2 separate regions of the Sus scrofa genome follow, and region 1 is linked to region 2. Evidence: chromatin contacts called from public Hi-C data. All regions are on one chromosome and are shown on one strand. Each heading gives the region's core, a stretch centred on a gene start, on an enhancer-like site or on the middle of the called end of the contact. The rest is flanking DNA. Distances are from core to core; before and after follow the strand shown.

Region 1 (5,386 bases), core at 1,980-4,479, 50 kb before region 2:
GATACTCTGTCTGCATAAGTCTGAGCTCCCCAAAGGGCTTACCCTTCTGTATAAAAGTGAGCAAGAAAAAAAAAAAAAATTTTCTCTGCTGAAGAGAAATCTGTCTCACTAGGTAGAGGGAGGAAAAAAAAGTCCCCTGAGAATTTCTAACCATAACCTGGCCTTTATACTGGATTTGCAGCCAAAATCCATGTTACCTAGGTGCTCCCAAAGCTGAGAATTAACTTAGTGATTCCGCCTTGGTACTGCCTCAAGGCAGCTAAACAGTAAACGCAAATGCTGAATATACAGCATTCACCACAAGCCTCAAAGAATTCCCATAGTTCAAACTTTTAAAAATCTGAGCTTATAGTAAAAAAAGCACAAAACAAAAGCAGCACCATGAGGGAGTCAGCAGAAATAACAGATGGCAGCATCAGACCCACAAAAACAGTGGGTTTGAGAATTAACAGACATAGAACATAAATATCATGTTTAATGTTTACATGTAATATGTTTTATGAATAAAAAGAACCACTTAAAATATGATTAAGGAATTGGGAATTATTAAAAATAACTAAGATGATTTGAAAAATAATCAGGATTTCCCTTGTGGTGCAGTGGGTTAAAGTCCAGCACTGTCACTGCAGGGGCTAGGGTTTGATCCCTGGCCCAGGAATATCCACATGTTGCCGGCATGGCCACAAAAAAATCAAACAGAACTAAAAAATCTATCCAGAAACAGCATAAAGAGAAAAGAGATGGAAAATATGGGAGACAGGGTGAGAGAAATGGAGGATAGAAGATAAGGCCTAATAAAGAGCTAATCAGTTAGAACTCTAAGAATATGAGAACTGAGCATATGAGGGAAATATTCAGTGTGATAACAGCTGATAATTTTCCAAGGTTGATGGGGGAAAAAAGGTCAACCCTCACTGTTGGAAGGCCCAACACATCCCAAACAGGATAAATAAAAGAAAGCCACATCTTGATAGATTGTAGTGAAATTGAAGGACACCAAAGACAAAGAGGAATTCTTAAAACTATGTTTTAAAGAACCCATGTTCTGGGAGTTCTCGTCGTGGTGCAGTGGTTAACGAATCCGACTAGAAACCATGAGGTTGTGGGTTCGATCCCTGGCTGCTCGGTGGGTTAAGGATCTGGCATTGCTGTGAGCTGTGGTGTAGGTTGCAGTCTTGGCTCGGATCCCACATTGCTGTGGCTGTGGCGTCGGCCAGCGGCTGCAGCTCTGATTAGACCCTAGCCTGAGAACCTCCATATGCCTCGGGAAGCGGCCCTAGAAAAGGCAAAAAGACAAAAAAAAATAAAGAAATAAAAATAAAGAACCCATGTTTTTTAAATCATCCATGACTGACTCTCACCAAAGTAAAACTACCTTGAGGGCAGTGGAGGAGTCCAACATAACACACTGATCACAAACCAATACTCATTTCCTTTTAACTATTGTAAAAGGTTTAATTCACTGGGTATAAAAAGATAGGAAAAGAGTAATTATTTAAAATTTAAAAAGACCACAGAACTTCCCATCGTGGCACAGCAGCACAAGCAAATCCGACTAGGAACCATGTGGTTCAATCCCTGGCCTCACTCAGTGGGTTAAGGCTCTGGCATTGTTGTGAGCTGCGGTGTAAGTTGTGGACGCAGCTGGGATCCGGTGTTGCTGTGATCTGGCGTTGCTGTTGCTGTGGTGAGGCCAGAGGCTACAGCTCGGATGTGACCCCTAGCCTGGGAATCTCCATATGCCACGGGGTGCAGCCCTAAGAAGGAAGGAAGGAAGGAAGGAGGGAGGGAAGGAAGGAAGGAAAGAAGGAAGGAAGGAAGAAAGAAAGAAAGAGAGAGAGAGAGAGAAAGAAAGAAAGAAAGGAAGGAAGAAAGAAAGAAAGGATGGAAGGAAGGAAGAAAACGATCACAAACCTATTACTTGAACTGTACAGAAATGAAGGATGCGACCAGTCCAAAAAGTACAAAAATTAAACCACTGGATTTAAATTAAATCACGGGATTTTGGCAGCAAAGAGACCCAGAAGGGGCAGAATGGAGGGAAAGGATACGCACTTGCAGTTGGTACAGGTGTAGAAGACAGTCTGCCCTTCATCGGCTGAGCGCATCTGTCTGGTGTGGTATGCCATTCCCTCATGACCACAACGAGGACAGCGCCTGTCAACCTGGGAAGCAACTGGTAGGTTAATAATTCCCACTACTTCTCACAGACATCAAGCTACCACACTCCTCAGATACTGCTGGTTTTTGTTTTGCTGCACCTGCAGTACGTGTAAGTTTCCAGGCCGAGGATCGAACCCGTGCCACAGAAGCGACCTAAACCGCTGTAGTGACAATGCCGGCCAGATCCTTAACACCCGGCTGCACCACAAGAAAACTCTCCCCAGTCACTACTGTTTTAAAGACTCTTCTTCCCTGTTGTGTACAAAACTCTCCAGATCTGAGCCCTCCGTTTCGTTCCCACCCTCTTTACAGGGCCAGTCCTCGACGTGATTCACTTACCACGGGTCCCTGGAACTCAGGTCCTTCCTCCATCGACATAGGCATGGCTGTCCCCACTTTCTGGAACACAACTGAGGTCTTCACAACCTTCCCCTCAAAGTCTGCGCGGGCAGTAAGAATTGGTTGTGGAGACAGCGGAGGGGGCTGACACCACACTAATCCCTCTCTGTTAGGCCAGGAAGCTATATTCTACCCATCAGGTTTCGTGCCGACCAAAAGTATAAGTGCCTGATCCTGCGCTTTCGGGTCCCCGTCTTTAATCCAATCGATCTTGAGATCCCCATGGGCCCTCCTCCGCCCCAGCCGCGGCGTAGCAGCACCTCACCCCGCACGTTGATGGAGAAGCCACAGCGAGTACAAATGACCGCATCCTGAGTCCCGGGCAGAGGCAGGACCGAGCCGCAATCCGGACAGAAATCCAAGTCCGACTGAAAGCTAGAGGATGTGCGGGCGAGGTCCATGACAGACGGGTGGTCGAGGGCTGGGAAGGGGATGAGGAGTTTATTAAGAGAGTAGCCCCTTCCCCAGAGAGGTCATGCCTATTCTGTCCCTGGACGTAAGCATGCAGAACCCGAGATTTCTTCCTACGCATACCTTGTGCCTCTGTGACTAAGGAGCCCAAACTTCCGGAATCCCTATCCCGCGTCGGGTACAACTACGCTGGGGGTCTTTCCTGGGGCAGGCGAGAGGAGCAAGTCAACTTCACGGGCTAGAGCGCCGGCTCCGCGCGGGCAACCGAGCAGCGAGCGCGTGGCGGGCTAGAGAGTCCACGCGTCCCGGCTCTCGATTGGCTGTGACGTCATAATTAATTGCAACTGTGATCCCGAGAGCCTGGAGAGGGAGAGGAGCGGTTCTGAAGGAAGATTGTGGCGCCCCCTTCAGCCTGGTTCTGTTACGTTGGATACGAAAATAGGTGACGAAGCTGCGCCTGCCTCAGGTTATTTTTTCCCTTCAGGACTCAGTCCTGGGATGTTTATTTTATTGGTCTCGAATTTTACCAGGACCCAGTCGCGGGGAGCGTTTCTCCTGAGAAGTCGGACCAACCTTATAGAGTACTAATTTATTTATTTGGACTGGAGAACTGCAAACTCCAGCGGTTCCTGAATCTGCACTTCACTGTGGCGGTTGGACAGTGGTAGAAAACAAAGCGAAATATTCTGGGAGTAATTCTAGCATTCTTTGGGCCTTGCGACCCAAGCAAGGGCTCTCTGCAGGACCCGGTATGGCTCATGTGCTTTGGTGGCTGTTGCCTTGTCTATAGTGTAGATCACAGTTGCAGCTTTGATTCAGACCCTAGCTTGGGAACTTCCATATACCACAGGTGCAGCCTTAAAAAGAAAAAAGAGAGAGATCATGGTATTTGTAGATTAAAAATCATAGTTCCCACTCTTTATATGTTTAAATTTCAGCATCAAAATGTTTTTTGTATTTTGAGTTCATGTTGTGGCACAGCAGAAACAAATCCGACTAGAAACGATGAGGTTGTGGGTTCGATCTCTGGCCTCGCTCAGTGGGTTAACGATCTGGCTTTGCTGTTGCTTGAGCTATGTTTCGTTTTGTTCTTTTGTTTTTCCTTTTGTTTGTTTGTTTGTTTGTTTGTTTTGTTTTGTTTTTTGTTTTTGCTTTTTTTTGCTTTTTAGGGCTGCACTTACAGGATATGAAGGTTCCCAGGCTAGGGGTTGAATCAGAGCTACAGCTGCCCACCTATGGCACAGCCACAGCAACATAGGATCTGAGCCATGTCTGTGACCTACACCACAGCTCAGGGCAAGGCCAGATCCTTAACCCACTAATCGAGGCCAGGGATCAAACCCGCAACCTCATGGTTCTTAGTTGGATTTGTTTCTGCTGCACCACAACAGGAACTCCCATGACTGATTTTCAAATAAATTGTAGAAGTTATATTTTTTACTTCTATTTTTTACTTTGTATTCATCGGAAGGCAAAAATCACTGATACAGGAGTTCCACTCTATGGCAAAATGGGATGGGCAGCGTCTTGGGAACACTGGGACAAATGTTCAATCCCTGGCCTGGCACCATGGATTAAGGACCCAGCTTTGCCTCAGCTGGGGCTTAGGTTGCAACTGTGGCTCAGATCTGTTCTCGGCCCAGGAACTCCATATGCTGCGGGGTGCCAAAAAACAAAAACCCAAAACCTCACTGATACATAGAGTAGACTGGGCAGACTTAATAGTCTGGAGCTTGACCTATGGAGGATAGACAACTGCCATTTATTGAGACCTTACTGTATTTTAAGCATTGTGCCAGGCTCTTTAATCTAATTGTCACTTATTCTTTATAACCCCAAGAGGTACATTTTTTCAACGAGGAAACTGTTTAGAGAGAGATTGTTACTTGCCCTGAATCACACACCTGGGAATTAAAATTCAAGCATAGGCCTGTCAGGCTCCAAAGCCCATGCTCTAAACCATAACTTGTATAAATAAAGGCGTAGAGATGAAATGCCAGGCATCCTCAGTGGCTTAGCTACGACCTCACAGTAGACCAGAGATGACACACAAAACCTGATAGTCCTCACTTGTGTTGCCATCAGCCTGTCCTATAAATAAACCCAGAGTAACCACAAATTTTCATCCCAAGGAGGTCAACAGGGAATGGCCTCATAATGGATTTAGGGTAAAGGATGATTGGCAGAGTAAAGCAGACAAGCAGACTGGTGGTTGATCAAATAAGAACAGAATTTCACCATCAAATAGCAGAATATCAGAACGAAAGATTATAGGGTAGAGATGCTGTATGTTGTGATAGAGGCAGAGAGGGCCCGGCTCCAGAAACTGCACAAAGAGAATGAACTGATAATACCAAAGCCTAGAATTATCTCAGAAGACAACAGAAGCTATGGGACTGAGCAATATGTCAGA
Region 2 (5,540 bases), core at 1,473-3,972:
GAGACAGGAAGTGCACAGTCAGGAAGCTCTTCTTTCCAAAGCAGTCTGGGAAATTTCTCATCCATAGGATGTTTTGTTGTTGCTGTTGTGCTGTCAATAATTTAATTTTAGTTGACCCCCATATGTTTTGGTTCTGCCCTGCTGAGAGAACAGCAGGTCACTCAGAGGAAGGGTTGCTATCATTTTGAGCAGTTAGAAATTCTGCCCACTCCTTCTTCTCTTCTCCCCATTTTCTAGCTCTAAGGTTCTCAACCTCTTCCCAGGGAACATTTTGAAGATTTGTGGGCTTTCTTTTTGAAATTGCCATGATGGGGGGGGCACTATGGGCTCTTATGGGCAGGGCAGGGGAATGATATTCTTCAAAGCCTAGCCTGCAGCATGGAACTGTGCCTCCTCCACATGCTCAAATGTCCCCTAGGACATTCATGTAGGTGAAAACTTATGTTTAATTATCTGAGCTGAGAGTTTAATACAGTTAAAAAAAAAGTCTTATATGCAATGAACTTTCTAGGAATGCAATTACAGTTCCGTGTAAATTCAGGGAAGATTGACTTTGCAACCAAGGGTTTGTTCAACATTTCGTTAAGTCACTTCATTGATGGCAACATGCTGGAGGTAGTTGAGTCACCGACTCAGCACCTGTATCAGCCTGCATTTGTAGCAGTTCCAACCCTGTGATTCTGTGGATAAGTGCAAGCATCTGCCTACTTCGTTATGACTCCAACACTCACACATTAAACACTCTTTTACTACAAATTACTTTTTTTTAATGTTACAGAGAAGCATGTTGACTTTTTTTTTTTTTAAGTTATGTATGTAGGTAGGTTATATCCTGGGAATTTCAGTTCAGCACAGTAAAGGAGTCATTACAAGATGCTTGAAGGTGGAGGCGTTCTCTTGTGGGGCAGCAGGTTAAGATCTGGTGTTGTCACTGCAGTGGCTTCGGGGCTTGGGTTGCTGCTGTGGCTTGGGTTCCATCCCTGGCCCAGGAACTTCCACGTGACCCGGGCAAGGCCAAAGAAAATAAATGTTTGAATCAGTTCTAATCAGCCTCATGGTATTTGGCTTTTTTCCCCACCAGAAGCTTTTCCCTGCCTCGTTCCCCAGAAGGAGCCCTCTCTCTCCTCTGGTAGCCCAGACTCACTCCCATGAACAATATACACACGCGCGTGCACGCCGTGACACACACACACTACACACAGACACAGGCACACACCTTCCACCACCAGACAATAGCCAGGAGCCTCCGGAACCGTCAAAAGGCCTGCACTTCCCCGACTGTCTTGAGAGCTTCCAGTTCTCCCTTAGTCAAGAAATATTGATTGCTAGGCCCTGCTGGAGTAGAGAAGATAATGCTGGCTCCTGCCCACTTGGAGGCTCTTTTTGCTCATTGCTTTCTTTCTTTCTTCTCCTCCCCTCCTACTTTAATTTCTCTCCTTGATGCTCCTCTTCTCGTCTTTTGCTTCCAATCCTCTCTCCTCGTTCCCTCCCCCAAGCAGGCGAGTAGCAGAGCTCTCTGGTCACCAGCTGTCTCTTCCCCATCCAACTCCTGTCGCGCTGAGGTGGCTCCGGGCCTTCACCCCCTCCCCTGTCTGACCCTGGCTTCTCCTTTCTCTCCCACCTCATCTCCTTCTCATCCGGCCTTCGGCCTCAGTCTCTCATCTCACCCCGAACCAGGCTCCTTCCTCTTTGTGCAGCCGTCTTTCTCCACCTGCATCCCAGATTCCCCGTCTCAGCGTCAGCTCCTTGGCCTTTGGCTCGGGCTCCCTCGCCCCCACCCCAGCTTCCAGTCGTCTAGCCCGCGGGTCCCCGCGCGTGTGCTCGTGCACGGGTGTCCCTCTCTCAGGCCTCGGAGCCCCGCTCCTCCGCCGCCCGCCCCCCGGCGCTGTGGGCGGTCCAGGGCGGGGCTGCGATCCGGGGCGGCTCCCGGGGCTCGGGTTGTGGGAGGTGCCCTCTCCCCGGTCTCCCCCTCGCTTCCCCCCGCCCCGTCTCCTCCTGCACCCTCCTTCTTCCCTCCGCCCGGGAGCTCTTCCCGGTCCCCGGCGCCGCCTCCTTCCCTCCCGGCTCCCCGCTCCCGCGGCCGCCGCCGCCCCGGGGAAGGAGAGACGGGGGTGGGGTTTGGGGGAGGCGAGAGAGGAGGGGGAGACCCTGGCCGGGCAGGAGCCCGGATTCGCGGGGAGGAGGGCCGGGAGGAGGGGAAAGGTGGAGGAGAGAGGAGGGGGGGAGCGGGGAGGAGCGGCCGGGCCTGGGGCCTTGAGGCCCGGGAGAGCCGGGGAGCTGGGCCGGCGCGCCGAGGTAAGAGCCAGGGCCGGGGGGCTCGGGGCCGGAGAGGGGCGCGCGGGAGGGCCGAGCCGAGAGCCGGAGGCCGGGGGAGCGGCGGGGAAGGAACCGGGAGCGGCGAGGCGGCCGAGCCCGGGAGCGTGGGGAAGCCGGGCTCGGGCGAGCCGCGGGGGCCGGGGGAGAGGAGGTGGTGAGAGGTGGAGTCCCGGGAGGGTGGGGGGGCCGAGGGAGGCAGGAGGAGGGTGGGGACAGGCTCTCTCTCCTCCTCTCCCCCACCCGCGCCGGGCTCCGCCCCCGCCTCCTCCGCGGGGCGCTCTCCAGTCCCCCGGCTGAGCCGGGTCGGAGCCCGGGAGGCGGCCCGGAGGGAGGCCGGGCCGCCTCCCGGGTCCGGACCGGCACTGGCGGGGCTCGGTCCCGTCCTCACGGCCGCCTCTCACTCAGATGCTGCTGCTGCTGCTGGCGCCGCTCTTCCTCCGCCCCCCGGGCGCGGGCGGGGCGCAGACCCCCAACGCCACCTCAGAAGGTGCACCCTTCTCCAGCGACCTCGGGCACCCCACCACCCCACTCCCCCTTTCCTTGCATCCGCTCTGCTATCCGGTCGGCCCTACATGGCATCCCGGCCTGGCCAGCCCGTCTGCTCGGCCCCACTTTACTACTCCTGACCTCCTTTCCATCACCCCCCCGTCATTACCCAGCACGCCTTTTCTCTGCCCCCCCATTACTCTACCAGGCCACCTCTCTGTGACACCACGTTATTTCCTCAACCCCATCCCTCTTCCCTGGCCCCACATTGCTACCTCAGTTCCGCCTTTTCCCTCCTTCCACATTGCTGCCCAGGTGGCATTAGAAGACCCCCTCTCCTTTCCTCCTTATTCTGCTGAGATTCTCCTTTAGCCTGTCTTACAAGTTCACTCGCATAGTCTATCTGTTCACGATTTCTTAATTACTTTTCTCCATTATCCCAACCAGCACCCTTCTATTCCCACTTGTGGGCGCTCTGATGAGCCTTAGCCCTGGCTCATTTTGCTTTGTCCTTTAGCCCAGGGTTCCAGTACCCACCCCCACTCCCACCCTCCAACACCCCATCCCATCCCCTCTGTCCTCCACCTGCCCACTGACCTCGCCCTGCGCCCCCCGCTGCCTCCGGCTGCTGACTCCGCCTTTTCCTTTCCCCCACCTTCCCTCTCTCTCCGCCTTCCCCTGGACGCAGGTTGCCAGATCATACACCCGCCCTGGGAAGGGGGCATCAGGTACAGGGGCCTGACTCGGGACCAGGTGAAGGCGATCAACTTCCTGCCCGTGGACTATGAGATTGAGTATGTGTGCCGGGGGGAGCGCGAGGTGGTGGGGCCCAAGGTCCGCAAGTGCCTGGCCAACGGCTCCTGGACAGATATGGACACACCCAGCCGCTGTGGTGAGTAGCCTCGCAAAGCCCCTCCCCTCTTCAAGCCAGTTCTTCTTCCTGCCTCAAACTTAGCTTTATTGCCTGCAAGTCAGCACTTTAAATCCAGTGTAGTGAAATTTACCAGTATATGTGCTGAAAGACCACTATGTACAGGGACTTTGCTGTGTGCCGTTGAAGGCTGTAAAGTTAGCAGCCTGCACACTTCATTTCATCCTCCCTTCAGTAGGCCACTATTTGAGAAAATAACTTGGCTATTCATCTTGTGAATTGATCTCTTTGAGGATTATTAGTGACAGATTATGCAGAAACATCCTAAAATGATTTCATCACATTTTTTAATATCTGTCTCCAACGCAGAGACCCTATGCCGCCAATAACACCCAGTTTTTAACATGACTATAAGCCAACTATAATAAGGCAAATCTGATTGTGCATCTAAAGTTACATACATCCACACATCTCAAAGCCAGAGAACCACCCACTGTACCTGACTTTGAAGAGATCCCATTTTATGTGCTTATAGCTCCATCTTGGGTTCCTATGATGGAAATGCTAGCTTGCTTTCCTTTTTTTTTTTTTTTTTTTTGATTGTGTGGTGGATGCTTACAGGGTTTTGAGAAGAGAGGAAGCTAGAGAAGTGAATCCTTTTTACACTTGATTTCCTGTGGACCCAAACCCAAATCTGAATCCCCTCTTTGCTCTCTAAGGGGAAGGAATCTTCTCCAACTAGCCTCTCTCTTTATTTTCCTGTCTCCACAGTCCGAATCTGCTCCAAGTCTTACTTGACCCTGGAAAATGGGAAGGTTTTCCTGACGGGTGGGGACCTCCCAGCTCTGGACGGAGCCCGGGTGGATTTCCGGTGTGACCCCGACTTCCATCTGGTGGGCAGCTCCCGGACCATCTGTAGTCAGGGCCAGTGGAGCACCCCCAAGCCCCACTGCCAGGGTGAGGGGAACAGCTGCGTGCATGCAGCTGATGAGGATGCTTGTCAGAGGATGGGAGTGGGGTGGGAATGGCTGGTGGGGAAAAGCAGGGTGCTGTACAAAGTGGGGGACTTTGGGGAGGCAAAGGCCCAAAAAAGGCCCAACCTTTTCCTCCATTCTCCCTGCCTCAAACTTCCTCCTGCAGTCCCCCGTTACCACTTTACCTCTGTTGGGGGCTTCTTTACTTTTCTCTTTTTAATATCTTCCCCCACATTTTCTCCTTTCCTTTATGAACCTCACTGTCCACCACCCTTCTTAAGGTTTTACATACTCAAGTTTTCTCAGCCTCAGTTCCTTTCTCAACACTTAGAACTTTCTATGCATCACCTTCTGGAATCGATCCCTCTGCATTCATTGTATACCTGACTTATGGTAAAGACTAAGAAAGAAATTGTATGTCATACTACAGAAATCAATAAGGTTGAAAAGAATATCTGGGGTGGGAAATTATCAGGGTAAAAATTAAAAAGGTTTGACAGTGGGGGCAGCATTGTCAGAACATTAAGGACAAGCCAGGGATAGGATGGGAAGAGGACAGTCCTTTTCTATACCTCCCAGGCAGCCTCCGTCATCCCCAAGGAAATCCACCTTATATCCACCACCCCCTCTTTTGCCACCTAGTTCTGCAAACTTCCCCCCTTTCTGGGCACCTAGAGTCTCCCTCTGCTGCCTTCTTTCCTGGGATACAGGCATACCTCATGCTTCTCCTACCTTTGTAGACTCTTTCGCGAGGCCCTGGCTTTCCTCACCTAACTTAATTATTCTGCTTGTAGTTTACCATTCTATTCTGGAAAGTGGGAGTCCCATTCAGGGGTGCATTTATTATGAAACTAATGAATTTTAAGCTCCAGTGTTCCTTGCTTACTACAGGC

The links. A called contact is a pair of places that touch in the nucleus more often than the background predicts.
Region 1: a Hi-C map of embryonic fibroblasts shows a contact between it and region 2, with 3 times the contacts expected there. The contact joins the promoter of ZNRD1 here to the promoter of GABBR1 in region 2. A contact is called at or near these places in 5 of 47 Hi-C or Micro-C datasets (brain, embryonic fibroblasts, epiblast stem cells and 2 more) and 2 of 2 datasets of contacts at active chromatin or transcription factors (alveolar macrophages and skeletal muscle).

The regions. Positions count from the first base shown.
Region 1 is chr7:22,624,714-22,630,099 of Sscrofa11.1, reverse strand. It overlaps ZNRD1 (zinc ribbon domain containing 1), which reads right to left and starts at 3,229. Exons shown (of 5, transcript NM_001168701.1): 1 at 3,097-3,229; 2 at 2,828-2,983; 3 at 2,503-2,603; 4 at 2,056-2,165. The coding sequence starts at 2,963.
Region 2 is chr7:22,574,295-22,579,834 of Sscrofa11.1, reverse strand. GABBR1 (gamma-aminobutyric acid type B receptor subunit 1) reads left to right here and starts at 2,722. Exons shown (of 14, transcript NM_001123114.1): 1 at 2,722-2,803; 2 at 3,491-3,694; 3 at 4,445-4,630. The coding sequence starts at 2,722.